Linked DNA regions of Anser cygnoides: region 1 is linked to region 2. Evidence: chromatin contacts called from public Hi-C data. All regions are on one chromosome and are shown on one strand. The core of a region is the stretch at or near the end of the contact, and the rest is flanking DNA. Distances in the headings are between cores, read along the strand shown.

Evidence for each region. A called contact is a pair of places that touch in the nucleus more often than the background predicts.
Region 1: a Hi-C map of liver shows a contact between it and region 2, with 4 times the contacts expected there. The contact joins the enhancer-like site here to the promoter of SMS in region 2. A contact is called at or near these places in 2 of 7 Hi-C or Micro-C datasets (both in liver).

What each region holds. Positions count from the first base shown.
Region 1 is chr1:127,674,138-127,677,659 of Taihu_goose_T2T_genome, reverse strand. It overlaps MBTPS2 (membrane bound transcription factor peptidase, site 2), which reads left to right. Exons shown (of 11, transcript XM_013183964.3): 9 at 1,262-1,457. Among named protein-coding and RNA genes, the nearest start is that of MBTPS2, 23 kb to the left of the region's middle. Within about 2 kb of position 1,614, at least 2 of the 3 cell types and tissues checked have open chromatin away from gene starts, as enhancers often do. A contact at or near this core is called in liver, where this site is marked.
Region 2 is chr1:127,636,040-127,639,833 of Taihu_goose_T2T_genome, reverse strand. SMS (spermine synthase) reads left to right here and starts at 1,346. Exons shown (of 11, transcript XM_066980866.1): 1 at 1,346-1,555. The coding sequence starts at 1,504.

The sequences.
Region 1 (3,522 bases), core at 365-2,864, 38 kb before region 2:
GTTTGAACTGTGTAAACTTTTCTACACGTGCCAGTCTGTTATTGTTCTAACCTGTAGGATAGATACCTAAAGAAATAGAAGTGTCTGTTACTACATCTGCTATATTTACAGATTCTCTGTAACAAATACTCCCAACAAAAAACAAACAAAAAACCAATATCCAGTTTGTGGTATTTAGTCACTGAGAACTGAGCACAGACCAGCAGTTCATTTGAAATATGACAGTGGCTGGTAACATCCTGGCGTTCAGCAAGCTTTGATAAACACTGCCCTACTGAGCTTTGACATTCTTAAGCTCATAGCTGGTACTTAGGAACAGCGAAGAAATAAAAGCATCCAGAAGCCTGTGACCTTCAAATGTCCTTGGCATGGCTGTGAGTTTTTGGACAATTATTTTAAATAGTTTTTGCAGTGCTACACAGCAATATTTGAAAATGTGCCCCTTCCCACTAATTAGAATAGAAGATCTTGTATTGAGGTTAATGGAGTGTATGACATGCGTGCATCTATAAGGCAGCGTAACTGTCAGGCTGAGAAGCAAGAAGGTCCTCTTTTGTCTTTCCTAAGGCAAAAAACAGATGAAGAACTTTCCTTGCTTGTGTTTAAGAACAAAAGCAAAATTGCCATGGAGCTTTTATGAGAGACATGAGGGGAAAAACAATTTCCTGTTCCTTTATGCTGTTCTCTGCTTGGCCTGTGGGGAGCAAGAAAGATCTGGTCTTTCAGCATGCAGAGAGTGAGTGAGTGTTACATAGGTAGGACCTGGGACATAGCACTGCACCGGGTACTGTGTTCATCTAGTTCAAAATGGTCACTTCACAACCACACGGTCAGCGCAGGGTGGTTGGTTGCTTTCCTGAACAATGAAAGCAACCTGATCTTCAGCCTAATCAATGAAAGCTGAAGTTTCTTAAACAGATAAGTCAGTTGTACATTGATGAAGGCTCTGTTCATTAGAAATCACTGACATACATGTAGATGCCTTAATACTTGTTGTGTGTCTGTAGTTCTTTAAAAAGTTAGCTTTTATTTTGGTACATGCATCTTTTCTACATTCCACTAAAAATGGAATGACAGGTTGAATGCATATCAGGTAGAGGTTCCGTAGGATCTGGAAAAAAATAATCGGATTCCAGCTCTTTGTGGGCTAGTAACATATTAGTGAAACCTTTGCTTTAAAAAATGAATAAATAGTACTTTTATTTCTGATCTGTTGGAAAATACCTTTAAATTTGACAATCTTTTTAAATACCCTTTGCAGTATGCCTGTCTACCAGCACGAAAAGTTATCGAGGCCAGCAAAGTTTGTCGAACCAACATGGACTGCCAGAAGGACTTTGTTCCAAGCTTTTGTGTGACTCCTTCTTTAGAAAATCAAACAAGGTTAATCAGGGTAAAACATCCACCCCATATTGACATGCTGTTTGTAGGACACCCTATGCACCTACAGTACACAGGTTCGTATTACTTATTAAAGCAGTCTAACAAAAGAGTTCTAATATGGTTTACTTTTCCTGGCTGCTTGAACAAGGTCTTGGAGCGCTTGTCAGTTAACTTATTTAATGCAGAATCCATTTCTTGTTACAGCCAGTGGAGAGACATGGACTACTCAGGCCTAAAATGAAATGTGCACAGTGCAGTGAGTTACAAAGGTAATAGAAACAATATGTGATATGAGATAGTTGTTTATTCAGAGAAGTATAAAAGGGCTATTCCTATAAAAGATACCGTTCAGCTTAGTCATGGGAAACATACACCTGTATTTTGCTAACACATACACTTCTCGAAATGCTGTTGCGAAATCTCCAGGGCATCTTGCTCCAACGCCTTTCCTGCAGTATTAGCACGACTGCTTGAATCAATAATATCCAAGTATGTATGACAGATTCCCATGACTACTAAACCACAAGTACAATCACAACATAGTTTTTTCCCGATTTTTTTTTTTTTAAGTGCCCTAAATTAAATAGCATATAGCAGTTTAGTTCCTTATTTTGAAGTGGATTATGGCTTTCCTTTAGACAAGATTTTATCCTTGAGTCAGATATACAAGGAAAAAGTAATTCTCTTGGAGCAAGTACAGGAAGAATTAACAAACTAATCTTCATGCCTACTTAGTAGCTTGAGTGGCAGAGTGAAAATGAGCTTCAGAAGGGCTTAAAAAAGTATTAAGTGTTAAAATACTGTCCCTTTCTATAAGGAACTTGTCTGTTACTCAGACAGCTCTACCTCACAGGGAGAGGTTTTGCTTCAGGCATCCTGAAGTATCTCCTTAGCAAGGCATTATGCTTTTCTGAATTAGCATTGGAATTTAGTACAAAAGAGCTTTAGAAACAGTGATGAAATCTGGTTGTGTAAATCCTCTAGTGTTCTTGCATAAACATATCTTTTGTTAATCTGCCAGTCTTTATCTTTCTGTGCTGGTCTTATTTTGATACTTCTTGAAAAATCAGGTTATTTATTTCTACTTCTTTGCACCATAAGGCCATTTATAAGCATAAAACAGGATTTCTTCACTTGTTATTTCTGCCTTTTTGCCATTCAGGAAGAAAAGCATTGGTCAGCTGTGTGATATTAACACACGGTTCAATATTTGGTGACATCTATTCCATATGCAAGAATAATTTGTAAGAATAGTATTTGTTTCAATGTTTGTTTTAAGTTCCTTTTCTCAGCCCTCTAGTTTAACAATACATATCTAGGTATTAAAGAAGAATTGATACTGTTTTCTTTTTCAGTACATTGGAATTTTAGTGTTTCCTAGTACGTGGTAATTCTGCAAAGCAGTCAGACCTGTCTGTCATTCCTTTAGAAATGAGGAAATAATATTATTGGATTTATCTAGAGAGGTAGTTCTAAATTAAGAAATCACCATGTGAAAATAAATAAATTTTAAAAAAGCATATGTACATGGATATAATTTTAAAATGATTTACTATACCCTGGGAACTGCCTAACAAATGTGTTAGTTTGAAAGCTAAAAGCTGACTTTATTACAGAGTTTGCTGACATGCAACCAATGCTTTATGTTCCCCTTGGAAAAACACCAGAGCTAAAGTTAGTTACAGGAGCCTGGCCTGGGCAGCAGTTAGTCCAGCTGCCGTGTTCGTGCATTCCAGTGAAACAACTTTGATGTATTTCAGACTTACTTTGCACTGTACAATACTGGCTTGGGGCCAGCAGATTATTGTTGTTGTTGGTTTTTTTCAGATGTGACAATCAGAATATGGTAGCTATATATATATATTTTTTTTTTTTAATTAAAAAAGGGAAAATAATTTCTTTCTCTACTGTGTGAATTTTGAAATAGAAATAAATGGAAATAATGCCTTATTCTTTAGCATAACCTTCCTGCTTGCAGGAAACACTACTTTTTAGAGAAGTGCTACATTTATCATGCAGCCTGACAGGGGAGTTGCACGAGTGTGTTCTTGCTCTAGTAATGCCACTAAAGTTATATTTGAAAAACATTCTGGGTTTATGCATGTATTATTTTCTGCTTAGGCTTGCATTGCTGCCATG
Region 2 (3,794 bases), core at 97-2,596:
GCTGCACGTCTGAAAGAAAAATCAGCAGAAAGACCAGTGAAGGGAGCAAGGAAGAGTGATTTATTTATTTATTTATTTATTTTTAAGGCATGGCACTAAGAAAAAGCAGGAATCTTGGTGAAATGGCAGCAAGTACACCCTATCTACTTGCATGTGGGGAATGAGGGATTATATGATCCCTTGTAACATCCAGGATTGGATCAAAGATATTTAATGGGAACCTGCAAAGTCCAGGTTTTTGGCTAACTTTGGCTATTTGGAGAGAGAAAATAATAATAATAATAAAAAGCTTCTTATGGATTGGCTGAGTCAAATTAACGCCACCTGACAAAGTTGTAGTTATTGCAGATCTGCAGACAGCTATGCCTCTTTTGATGCAGGTCACCCGTGAATGTTTTTGCTTTGGTCAGGGTGCATGTGGAATTGTACTGTTCGAAAGGAGGACAATATACGCTTACATTGAAAAAATGTTACTGCAGCTTACGGAAATAATGACGGTAGTACATTAGCTTGGGTGATAATGATAATTTGTAAACTTCTTTTGTTAAAGGCGTGGAATCACATGAAATCACTGATGCCATGGCGTTGTTCAAATTACATCTCAATCCTGCCAAAACCTCTTCAAGAAAGGAACCAAGAGCTGTAAGATGTGTAATAACTGATAACATTAAACACCAATCCTATCACTAAATAGTTATAGATGGTGTGTTTCTGGGTTTGTAACTACACATGGCTCATACCATTTGTAGCTTCAACATGCAATTTTAGTTATCCTTCATTAAAAAACAAACAACAACAAAACAACAAACCAAACAAAATTAAGACTTGAAATGAAGGGTTTTAAGGATTCTCTGGTGCTAGCTCGCCTGAAGCCAGCACCCTGCCTGCTCAGCACAGGCCTTGGGCGAGGAGCAGCTCTGCGGCAGCTGCATGGCCCCAGCGCTGAGGCCACCATCGCCATTGGAAGCTGATCCACGGCCTTAGCGCTGGGAGAGAGTTAAGGGATTTTGGGTGGCGGGGGAGCGAATTGAATCTTAAAGGAAATCGAGACTGGTTTTTATTTTTTATTTTGTTTTTCCCCATCCGTAACGACTAGCCCCAGCAGGACGGCGTGCGGAGGCCCAGAGTGGGAGCCTCAGAGAGGCGGGCACCGGCACCGCCACCGCTGAGGGGCCGCGGGCTCCGGCTCGGGGAGCCACCGCGGCTCCCGACAAGCCGCCGCCATCTCCCGTCGCGGGGCCCAGCCGCGGCCGCCATCTCGGCCAAGAGCCGCCTCCCCTTTCCTCCCCTCCCGCCCCGTCCCGTCCCGTCGCGCCCCCTCCCTCCCGCTAACGGCCGCGGCGCCGCCATCTCGTCCCGCCCCGCCCCGGCCTCCCGAGCCCCGCCCGGTGCGCGCCCACCCCCGCGGCGCCGCCGCAGCCCCCGCGCCCATATAGGCTGCCCCGCCGCGTTTGCCGCGCCGCCGCCTCCTCCTCCAGGCATGGCACAGGGCTCTACCTCACTATGGCAGCAGCAGCGCGGCACAGCACTCTGGACTTCACGCTCGGCGCCACAGGTACCCGCAAGGGCTCTGAGGGGACCCTTCCCGCACACCTTTCTCCCCGTCCCCGGGGGGGTAGCCCCGGTGGGAGCGGCGGTGCTCGCCCTCCCGCCGGGCCCCGAGGCTCGGCTCGGCTGCGGCAGCCCCGCTCCGTCCCCCGCCGCGCAGGTGCCCTCGTCTCTCCCCCGCCCGCCGCCGCCATCACCGCCCCCGGGCTGCCTGCGCGGTGCGGCCCCGCCGCGGCCTCCGCCGGGCCCGCCTTCGCCTCCTGCCTCGGGCAGGGCCCCCGGCCGCCGGGGTGCCGCTTGGGGTGGAGATGGAGGCCTTAGGGTGGCGGTGGAGCCCCGTGAGGGTGGGAAAGGGTGGGTGAAAGGCATGGGGGGGGGGGGGGCGGGGGGGTTCGTCCTTAATCCCGCAGCAGAGGCGTGAGGGGAGTCGTTGGAAACGAAAGGCAGCGTCGCTCCGCGGCTGGCTGGCTGTAGGGGGCACGGTGGAGCCGAGAACCAGGAGGAAGCCACCACGTTTCTCGGCAGGCAAAATGGGTGAAAAGGCCTCCTCGTTCGGGGGGAGCCCTGCTGGGGGCCGAGCGCGGGCAGGGGTGGTGGTGAGACACCCCCCCCTCCGTCCACTTGCTGCCTGGTCACCCCCCACGCAACACTTCCATTTATTATGTGTTTTTTGTTTGTTTTCGCAGGGAGGTAGGAGTGAAGGCAGTTCTCCGCATCTACAAAGAAAATCTGTCGATAGGTTGAGTGGGAAGAGGGGTTTTTCTGTCCCCAGGGCTTTGTTGCGCACTGTGCCCTTCGTGATGTTGCTGTGTTGGAGCCTCAGGGAGACACTGAGAGCAGAGAGGGGGGAGGATGTGAATGGAGTTGTTCTCAAAGCAGTTTGCTTTAGAATATGCAAATATGCTTCAAGGTGAAAGTCTTCTAGGTGGTTTTATGGTGAGGTCTTAAAGTGCAGCTTGGTCACTCATGGTAAGCAGACACCAGCATGCCGTACGTCGTCCTGCCATTTTCCTTAGAATCATTCAGGTTGGAAAAGACTTTCAGAATCATCTGGTCCAACCATCCCCCTACCACCAATGTCACCCACTAAGCCGTGTCCCTAAGCACCATGTCCAACAGTATGAACAGAACCAAGAAGCTAAGCCAGTCTAAAATCCAGTTTTGTGGAACCTCCTGTTCTTCCCCAGCCCCAGTGCAGTGATCTGTTTGCCTGCTTGGTGCACACAGCTCTCATACATTGCAGTGCTGGCATCTGCAGAGGAGTCAGAAACGTCAGAGGAAGGTGTAGGACTAGGTGTACTGAAAACAAACCAGAGTTGTATTAACTGCTCTATGATATTTAAAACTATACCATTAATTAAATAGAGACCATGATAATGATTTTAAACACTTCTCACTCCATTTCCGTTTTCTTTTGAAGACAGTGCTTGCATCTTTCACCAATTAGGATGGATGCAGAAGTGTCGCTGTGCAGACCAAAGGAAGGAAGAAGCTTTTTCTCATTGCATTTGTTTCAGCACAATAGACATTTGTAGTGAGAGGCAAAGAACTTTTCAGAGCCCATGACAGCTCTGAAGTTGGCTGTAGTGTACGTTTCGTGTGGCATTTTCCTTTTGTCTAATGCTTGTGGCCAAGCCATAAAGAGTTGTCTGTAGAGAAAGATTGGTGAATGTAAACTTGTGGTAAAGGACTTAAATTCTAATGCAAAATCATGGAACATCAACTATTTTTTTCTAACTTACTTAGTAAAACTTCTGAATGTTCTGAAATGGCTTATTATAATCAGATGTGTGGTTTTGAACCTTCTATTATCTTGTAAGGGTAATACTACCACTACATCTCAGCTGAAGCTGTAGCATTCTTGTATTCTAGAAAATGCATAATCTGCTAACTTCTTGGTTGATGCACACTCTTTGTTCCTTGAAACATTATCTGTGCTCAGTTCTTGGTGAGTTATTTTTCGTAGGTTCTAATACAGCTGTTGACTCCTAGCTTGTAGAAAAGCAAGACTTTACCCTCTGAGAGCAAGTATTTTTCAATAGTTCATTCATATTCCATTATAATGCATCTTGCAGTAAGTATACATGGTCATGGTGTCTTCAAGTAAGAACCTGCATATGATTGAATGGTTTGGGTCGGAAGGGACCTCAAAGATCACCCAGTACCAGCCTGCCTGGCATGGGCAGGGATGCCACCCACCAGACCAGGTTGCCCAAAGCCCCACCCAGCCTGGCCTTGAACACTTC